Linked DNA regions of Mus musculus: regions 1 and 2 are each linked to region 3. Evidence: chromatin contacts called from public Hi-C and HiChIP or PLAC-seq data. All regions are on one chromosome and are shown on one strand. The core of a region is the stretch at or near the end of the contact, and the rest is flanking DNA. Distances in the headings are between cores, read along the strand shown. Region 1 overlaps Gm33377 (a long non-coding RNA gene). Region 2 overlaps Eea1 (early endosome antigen 1). Region 3 overlaps Ube2n (ubiquitin-conjugating enzyme E2N).

Region 1 (2,764 bases), core at 179-2,678, 350 kb before region 3:
GAGGTCATAATCAGCCACTGTCCTCTGTTTTGTGGCAGGACCAAGAGGGAGAAGCAGTTGAGGGCAGGGGATGCTGCATGCAGGGGTGGGTGGGTGGGGGCGTGGGGTCTTGACCCTCACAACTGAGCAACTGGTTGAATTTGAGGATCAAGAAAGAAGAGCTGCCGAGGGCCATGGTGTCCAGCTCAAATCCCAGCATGGAGGAGGTGCGGAAGGAATCAGAAATTCAGGGTCATCCTCAACTATATAGGGAGGTCGAGGCTAGCCTGGACCTCATGATACTATTGCAAAAGACAGACAGAAAGAAAGGAAGGAAAAGGGAGGAGGAAAAAGGAAGGTATGAGAAAAAAATGTTACATTTTTGGTAATAACACGAAGCAAGGACTGTAAAAAAAAGGATACTACGCTGTGCATTCAATACTACTGCATTTCTTACTTTTCCTAGTATTTTCCTAGTACTTTGTTTGTTTTTTCGAGACAGGGTTTCTCTGTGTAGCCCTGGCTGTCCTGGAACTCATTCTGTAGACCAGGCTGGCCTCGAACTCAGAAATCCACCTGCCTCTGCCTCCCAAGTGCTCAGATTAAAGGCATGCGCCACCATGCCCAGCTTCCAGTATTTCTGTTATGTACAGCACTCAACATTTTATAACCATGGAAACAGAGGCTTTTATATAGTCTGTTTAGTAAAGGTTAGACGTGAGATCAAGTATATATATATATATATAGGATACACATATACGATATACATATACATCTAGATTTACATATACATATGACCGTCTTGATAGAGCCCAGGCTGGTCTCAAGCCCGTGATTTTTCAGACCTCTGTCTCCCCAGCCCAGGACTGCAGGTATGTGCTCTTTCTTGCCTTGCCTTTCTGGTGAAACGCTGGCAGATGTGTTTCCAAGCAGCAGTACTGAGTTTTGAGTATCAGTAGGACATTTGACTAAAGGTGCCTAGCAGGTCACAGGAAATGAAATCGAGGTTCAGGAAATGATGCAGGTTAGAGGGACAAGTCCAGAGTCATTAGTTAAAAACTGCGAGCTAAACTGTGAGACTACCCTTACTTTGTCTGGATTTGTCTAGTTCAGTTCTGTTGGGTGGATCTCTTTAGGCATGCCAAGTATCAGGAACTTAAAAAAAAAAAAAAAAAAAAAAAAGTAACTGGGTGCAGACGCACACTCCAGTAATCACAGCAGTCAGAGGGGTGGGGCAGGAGGATTACTTTCAGTTCAGTCCAGGGGAATTTGACCCTCTACACTGAGGAATCTTTATCCTTGCTTTGTATCCTCCTCGCCACTGTTAGCTGCTGATTTACCTCAGCCTTGAGTAAGTTGCGCTATCTTCTGATCTCAGTTAGTGGGTGTGTTATCCCCACTGCTCCACACCGCTGCACCACGCACTGTATCGGTTTCTTTCTGTTCCTGAGCTTAGAGGAGGGAAGGTTTTGCTTAAGTGGGTACAAGCCGCCTTGGTGGGGCTGGCACCGGAGTAGGAACCGCAGGAACCAGAAATCAGAAAGCCGCCTTGGTGGGGCTGGCACCGGAGTAGGAACCGCAGGAACCAGAAATCAGAAAGCCAGAGAGATCACATTTCAGGAAACAGAAAGAACAGGAAGTGGCGTCAGGTTAGAAAACCTCAAAGCTTGCCCCCAGTGATCTACTTCCTCTAGCAACACTCTACCTCCTTAAGGTTCCTCCCAAGCAATAACTACAGGGAATCAAATGTCCAAGTACATCGACTGTCTTAGTTACTTTTCTGTTGCTATGACAAAACACCAAGGCCAAGGCTAGCTAATTTATTTATTTATCTTGGCAATTTATTTTTTAAAAAAATTAAAAAAAGAGTTTAATTAGAGGGTTAGAGTTATGATGGACAAGCAAAGGCACGGCAGCAAGTGGCTGGAGCGGCAGCTGAAGCTCACGTCTCTCAATCCACAAGTAGGAGGCAGAGAATGCATTGGGAATGTCAGTAGGTGTTTGAAACCCCAAGCCCAACCACAGTGACACACTTCTTTCAATAAGGCTACATCTACCCATCCTTCCTAAACAGTTCCACCAACTGGGGACTAAACATTCAAATATATGAGTCTCTGTGGGCCATTCTCATTCAAACCACTACGTTTCTGACACATGAAAACTAGGCGCATATTCAAACCACTGCTGTTGTGATTTGTGTTTTTAGAGTTCAGAGAATAAGAGATCAGACCGAAGCTATTGATTATTGTTCTTTTCTTTCAGGGATACGGTCTGACTATGTAGTACTGGCTAGTCTGGAACCAACTCTCACTGGGTAACCCAGGCTAGCCTTGAACCCACACCCATCCTCCTGTCTCGGTTTCTGGAGCTATAGGCGTGTTGCCTGCATGTCTGCTTCATGTATACACGGAGGACACCTATGGAATGAGTTGTTTTCAGAGAGATGACTTTGAATTCCAGTTTATTCAGCATCCTTAACAACAAACAAGTGCATTGTAATAGACTTAATGATTCAGAGGAAAAGGATTTTGTGTGTCTATGAGAAGTTACAGGGGAAAGCAAACAACTGTCAGATAAAGGTCATATTCCTCTCCAAACTGTATTTTTCTTCTTCTTCATTCTGTTCATTTGTTTTTGAGACAGGGTCCCGTGCAGCTCAGGCTGGCCCCATGTGTATTCTGGAGAAGATTTGGCAGATGCTGGGATTGCAGACATGAGCTAGCACACGGTACTTCACAGTGTCTCCGGTCATTAAGCTTTGTTCTCTTTGGTAATGCATATATGC
Region 2 (2,895 bases), core at 17-2,516, 490 kb before region 3:
GGGCTACACAGAGACCCTGTCTTACACTGGCCCTCCCCCGGCCCACCCCCACATCACTGCACTCTCACACATATATACTTATGCAAGCTTACTTCTATGCCCAGTAGGACTCCTCTAAATCAGCAAAGCCCTCTTCTTCCTCAATATCCTGCAATAGATGACATCTGCAACATCTACTTTCTACCCAGAATACAGCCCCAGCTTTACAGGTAGGCCATGCAGTGTTAGCGGCAAGTAGGCACCAGCATCTTGAATGATTTAAAAGTTGATCACTGTCAAGTGGGCTTCTCATTTCTCTAAGCTTCAGTTATGAAGAATGACACCACCTACTTGCTCTCAGCTTTTGCTCCGGCCACCAAGAACTCCTCTCACCACCTTTGACTACTCTTCTGGCATCCAAGTTCCCCAGGGCAAAGCTTTCTGCAGAAGTCACGGTTTTCATTCTCCATTGAAATCAGGTTTTCCCTTCCCGGATCCTGTTTACCCATCTCCCTCTCTAACCGGCCATCAGACTAGTCCTGTAGGCAAGCAGAGGAGGCCGCCTACCCCTGCTTTTGTCACTGCCATCCTCCTCGTAGATAAGCCTGTGCTGGTTTGGAAGTGTGGTAAATCTCCAACCCAAATAAGCCCAAGCAATGAAAACACAACTCGATTAATCTGAACACAGGCTTTGCACCTAGATTGGGCAGATCTACCACTTCACTACTATTTTCCCCATATAAGAGACCCCTTAGAACTTGTGCTTTCTCCAGTCCAGGTGCTTCTGCTCCACTTTCCTTCCTCCTCCTCCTCTGTCATCCCCACTTTCTTTCCTTTCCTCCCAAAACCTTCAGCTCCACCTTCCCCTCTCTCTCCACCCAATCACTGGCTCTAGCCTTTATTTACAAATTAAGGTGGGAAGCAGGTTTACAGGAAATCACCTGAGTGCTGACTCCTTCCTTGTTCACAGCCCCTCCCAGGAGAACGGAGTTACCATCATCTATGATTAGCCCAGGGCTGTCTGCAGCATTGCCACCCTTGACAGTTTATTGCTACCTGTAAATCCCTGAAGTCACTCAAGAAGTAAGACTTGATGATTTAGTCTTTGTCTTATTCTCAATTTCTGCAAACTTCCCACAAAATATAAAACACAGACAGAATTAACAGTGCACTCTCAACATTCATATTAACTTAATTCCTCACCAGAACTCATTCTATACTGCAATCACACAAGGATTTTGCAATAGTCTGAAATCAGGAAAACTAAAAAGTATGACTGTCTTACTCAGTGACCACAACTTCCTATCTGCTGATTGCATGACCTCATCTTCAATGCCTATCACTTCAGTCTCCTTCCAGCTGATTCATGTTAGCCTAGCTTTTCTTTCTAAACCTCAAACTTTTCTTGTAGTTCATTTCCTGTCACCTCAAAATACCCCAGACAACCACCCCACAAAATACCAACTCCAGATCAGTACTGCAATCTGTCCCTTTCCTCCCATACTTCTGAAAAGTGCTAGAATAAAGGCACAGATTTCCATAGAGTGTCTGAGTTCCACTCGCCAGTAACCACACAGAATAATCATCTCAGTGGTTTTATTTCCAGCTGTGTCTCCACCTACAGTTAACTCTGAGACACCAGGTAAGAAAACCCTCTTAGCTGTTGACCTCTACCAAAGTTTTCATTTTCATTTCTTTCCTACTCTTAACAGTAAAATCCCAGGGTAACCTACAGTTATACAATCCAGCTTAACCCCCATCGCCTTGAAATCCTATCAGGTGTTCATCTCTGCCAAATTGTTCTTACCAAGGCCCAAAACCTCCATGTTGCAAATCTAACAAGTATCTCAGTTTTCTTGAGCTAGGAAAAGAAATATAAACTATTTTTACAACTTAAATGTAAATTATATGAAAAGCGGGTAGAAACTAGAGGAAAATTTGGTTTAGGAAGAATTTTTGAGAAATAAAGAGATATGTAGGAATAGGTTTCTTGTTCATGACACTTATTAAAAAATGCTGGAAGATAAGTGACTAAAGGAATCAGATGATAAGACACTATGGTACCTCCACAGTGGGCAGTATATGTGGGCTTATCCACTGAAGCTCGAAAGACAGAAGGAAGTGTCAAGGGTCACATTCAGACAGAGGAGGCAAATATGGGCACAGGCAGACACGGTGCAATAGGAAAAAGAATAGAAAGTCAAGGTAGATCACTTAAGAAAAAAATCTCACATATCAGGATGTAATTGTAGGTAATAATAGGCCAGGATCAGCCAGGCAGGGATTCAGAGCTGGGAAGAATGCTGAAGCTTCAAGTAGTTACTGAGAATGTTAGAGTGAGGACGTCATGTCAACAAAACCCACTGAGATGATGATTCTGTGTGCTTACTGACGAGTGGAACTCAGACACTCTACGGAGATCTGTGCTTTTATTCTAGCAATTTCAACTGGTGCCCAGGCAAAAATCCTTAGCCATCCTTCCCTTTCCTCCCCAACGTGTTTTCTGGTCATGAAGTTTTGTTGCCGCATTAGAATTCCAAACTAAGACACCAAGCAACCCTGGCATGCACAGTAAGCCTCACACAGCACTTGCATGCCTCCCACCCTGACCCTCCTTCTGGATGTGACTACGACACTCAGATAGCTGTGCATCCTGCTTAATTACCATGGGCGCTGTTTGCACCATCAGCAAGCATCCACGGCAGCAGGCACTTTGTATGTTTTATGCACAGCCATAGATAGACACAGAATCAGTTCCCTGGCTGAGAATATGGCTCAGTACCGAACATATAGAGGCAATACTATTTACTGATTAAACACAGAAGGGATACATGAATCCAGGATTCTGTCTCTCTCTTTGTCTGACTCTTGTGTCATTCATTCATCAAACTCAAAAAGGAAAGATTACTTACTGCA
Region 3 (2,892 bases), core at 30-2,529:
CCTTTCTCCTCTGAAAAGGGGGAGCCCTCTCTGGGTATGACCACCCACCCTTGTCCCAGAACATTAAGTCTCTACAGGACTAGAGTCATCCGCTTCCAGTGAAGTTCCCCAGTGAGGGGAACGAGAGCCACACACAGGCAACTGACTCAGGGACAAACCTGTTCCAGTTGTTGAGGGATCTGCATGAAGACCAAGCTGCACTTCTGTTACAAATGGGGGGGGGGGGGTAGGTCCAACCCATGCGCGCTCTGTCATTGGTGAGGTTTTTTGGTTTTTTTAGCTTGCATATTTTATATCCGAGAATAGTAACTTAATAGGGGAAGAAAAAGGGGTCTGGCTTCATCATCAATGACAACCAGGGGAGCTGCTTGTTAGATGTTAGTTTTATATGGTAAACTTAACATCCCATGTAACGCATTAGTAAAACTGAATTTGAATTTTGATTAAAAAAATTTCCCTTAATCATTCATATTTTCCTTTGTTCACACACATATTTCCTTTCCTTATTCTTCCTATTATGTTGGAGCTGGAGCCGTAGAAAAATATGGAAATGTGAGGTAACCAAATGATAGCCACAGTGTAAGACTGCACGGTAAAGTAATAGCAAAATCAGACTTGTAGATATCCACTGTTCCATCCATTATTCTTTTGGCTGCTTCACAAGTAAACACCCTTGATTTGGCAATCAGCACACACCCCTAGACACACATAAACACACCCACCCACAAACTTTTATGGATCTCTCCTTGCCACCTCAATATTAATTCCTCAATTTTTGATACAGGCATTTATATCAAATACTTGGGTGTCAGAAGCAAAAGGATCAGGAATTCAAAGTTATCCTCAGCTACACATCAAATTTAAGCTAACCCAGGCTATGCAAAACTCTGTTTAAAACAAAACAAAACAAACAAAAAACAAAAACAAAACAAAAACCCTGTGTGCCAGAACTTAATTAGAAGAGTCCATTGTAGAAAGAATGTCAGGAGTTAGCACCAAGGGAACAAATAGTGGAATAGCAGCAGCTTCTACTGGACACGAGCATCAAGACTACACACATCGTAGAGTGTACCAAATCCAATGATGCAGTGAAATCACTGCTGTCCAATCCTAAACCTCTTACTAGCTACCTCTGTGGCTCTCCTGAAGATTGAAATGCCTAATAGATGCTGTTCCTGCTCAAATTACCTAAAGCTGCCTTGGTTGCTTGGTAACTATATAGTCTCTAAAATTAGAGAAGTGAAAAGGGGACATGCTGGCTAGTTTTTTGTCAACTTGACACAAATGAATTATCTGAGAAGAGGAACCTCAATTGAGAAAATGCCTCCATCAGATTGCCCATGATTAATTACTGGTGTGAAAGCCCAGCTCACTTTGGGGGAGGGATTAAATACCACCCCAGGCAGGTGGTCCTGGGTTGTATGAGAAAGTAAGCAGAGCAAGTAATGGGAAAAACCCAGGAAGATATGTCCCTCCGAGGTCTCTGCTTCAGTTCCTGCCTTGGCCTCCCTGATGGACTGTAACATGTAAGACAAGCCCTAAGCCCTTTCCTCCTCCAGTTACTTTTGGTTGTGATGCTCAGCACAGCAATAGAAACCCAGGGCAGGACAGGAAATTAACAGACTGAGAATGGAGTGGATTCCTGTGGGAGGAACTAAGTGGGGAAGAAAAAAATAAGGCAATTATAATGTCTATCAACGGCTTTCTACATAGTTTAAAATCATTTTAAGATAGTATTAAATTCATACTACAGCCTGGAGAGTTTTACCTTACAAAGGAAAAAAAATTGTATGATATGCTTAAAACTGAGGCCTGCCCTGAACACCAAAAACTCTGGCACTAAACTTACAGGCACTTTATTAAAATAAATTAAATCTTACTGTTACTAGAAATTTCCCCTTTGAGTATCTCTGAGACTTGTAATTGTAAGTACTGTTCCATAGTCTTTTGCCCTAGGGGATAATCATAGATATAGATATAGATTGTGTCCCAGTACATTCTCTAAACAAGGAAGAAATTTGTTACCAATGAAATCTAGTTTTGGTGTTTGTGGTTTTGTTTTTGAGGAAAGGCATAGCTGTTTTGCCCAGGCTGACCTCTAAATCTTGACCCTGCTTCAGTAGTGAATTACAGGCATGTATCACCATACCCAATTTCTAAGCTTTTGGTTTTAACTTGTTCATAAAATATGAAATTAATATACATGAAATTAGTTATACTCCTAGCAATCAAAATCCCAAGTCACATTCAAGAATGTTATCTTATACAGACAAAAGCCCTAAAACGAAGTTGGGCATGATGGCGAATGCCTTTAGGTTGTAGCAAGTTCCTCCAAGACAGCCAGGGCTGTTATATAGAGAAACCCTGTCTCAAACAACCAAAACCAAAAACCAAACAAACAAAAACCAAACCAAACCAAACAAACAAACAAAAAAAAAAAAAACAAAAAGCAGCCCTAAAACTGTGTAAGGTACACAGTTGTTACCGGCAGCTGCATTGTTGGCTTCATTCCTCAATCTGGTTGCATCACTGTTCACAAATTGCACTGCAAATAATCGCACCCTAGAAGCTAGTGATCACACTTTTATAGGGACAGCAGAGTTGGGACAACTCAACTGTAGTGTCTCTGTACTGTTGGAGTTTCAGCCTGTGTGCTACCAAAGCAAGCAGTGTTCCTTTCAGCTGAATTCAGATCTCAAATGCAACAGCCACAACACAATGCAGTGCCTACAGATGTCCCTAACATCTGCTTCTAACAACAAACAGAAGGAAAGGAAGTAGAGCTGCTCGATTTTTTGGTAAGACATGCAATTTTTTGGTGTGATGTTGGTCTAAATCTGCAATCAATCCAATTATACCAACAGCATAATTTAGTTCCAGAAAAGAATTAAG

The links. A called contact is a pair of places that touch in the nucleus more often than the background predicts. HiChIP or PLAC-seq counts read pairs in DNA pulled down with a chosen protein or histone mark.
Region 1: a contact with region 3 is called in an H3K27ac HiChIP or PLAC-seq map of microglia, with 10 times the contacts expected there. The contact joins two enhancer-like sites. A contact is called at or near these places in 4 of 39 promoter capture datasets (embryonic stem cells and neural stem cells), 2 of 15 datasets of contacts at CTCF or cohesin (both in the NIH/3T3 cell line), 45 of 484 Hi-C or Micro-C datasets (the AtT-20 cell line, the C2C12 cell line, DN2 thymocytes and 29 more), 26 of 115 datasets of contacts at active chromatin or transcription factors (bone marrow-derived macrophages, craniofacial prominence, effector CD8 T cells and 14 more) and 4 of 9 other capture datasets (adipose tissue, bone marrow-derived macrophages, liver and 1 more).
Region 2: a contact with region 3 is called in a Hi-C map of bone marrow-derived macrophages, with 15 read pairs. The contact joins two enhancer-like sites. A contact is called at or near these places in 1 of 15 datasets of contacts at CTCF or cohesin (the NIH/3T3 cell line), 18 of 484 Hi-C or Micro-C datasets (3T3-L1-derived adipocytes, B cells, the C2C12 cell line and 12 more), 2 of 115 datasets of contacts at active chromatin or transcription factors (the NIH/3T3 cell line and embryonic fibroblasts) and 1 of 9 other capture datasets (liver).

The regions. Positions count from the first base shown.
Region 1 is chr10:95,878,990-95,881,753 of GRCm38.p6, reverse strand. All of the region lies in intron 3 of Gm33377 (a long non-coding RNA gene), which reads right to left. Among named protein-coding and RNA genes, the nearest start is that of Gm24433, 18 kb to the left of the region's middle. Within about 2 kb of position 1,428, at least 88 of the 459 cell types and tissues checked have an H3K27ac peak or open chromatin away from gene starts, as enhancers often do. A contact at or near this core is called in bone marrow-derived macrophages and microglia, where this site is marked.
Region 2 is chr10:96,014,347-96,017,241 of GRCm38.p6, reverse strand. All of the region lies in intron 13 of Eea1 (early endosome antigen 1), which reads right to left. Among named protein-coding and RNA genes, the nearest start is that of Eea1, 75 kb to the right of the region's middle. Within about 2 kb of position 1,266, at least 85 of the 459 cell types and tissues checked have an H3K27ac peak or open chromatin away from gene starts, as enhancers often do. A contact at or near this core is called in bone marrow-derived macrophages, where this site is marked.
Region 3 is chr10:95,529,283-95,532,174 of GRCm38.p6, reverse strand. All of the region lies in intron 1 of Ube2n (ubiquitin-conjugating enzyme E2N), which reads right to left. Among named protein-coding and RNA genes, the nearest start is that of Ube2n, 16 kb to the right of the region's middle. Within about 2 kb of position 1,279, at least 24 of the 459 cell types and tissues checked have an H3K27ac peak or open chromatin away from gene starts, as enhancers often do. A contact at or near this core is called in bone marrow-derived macrophages and microglia, where this site is marked.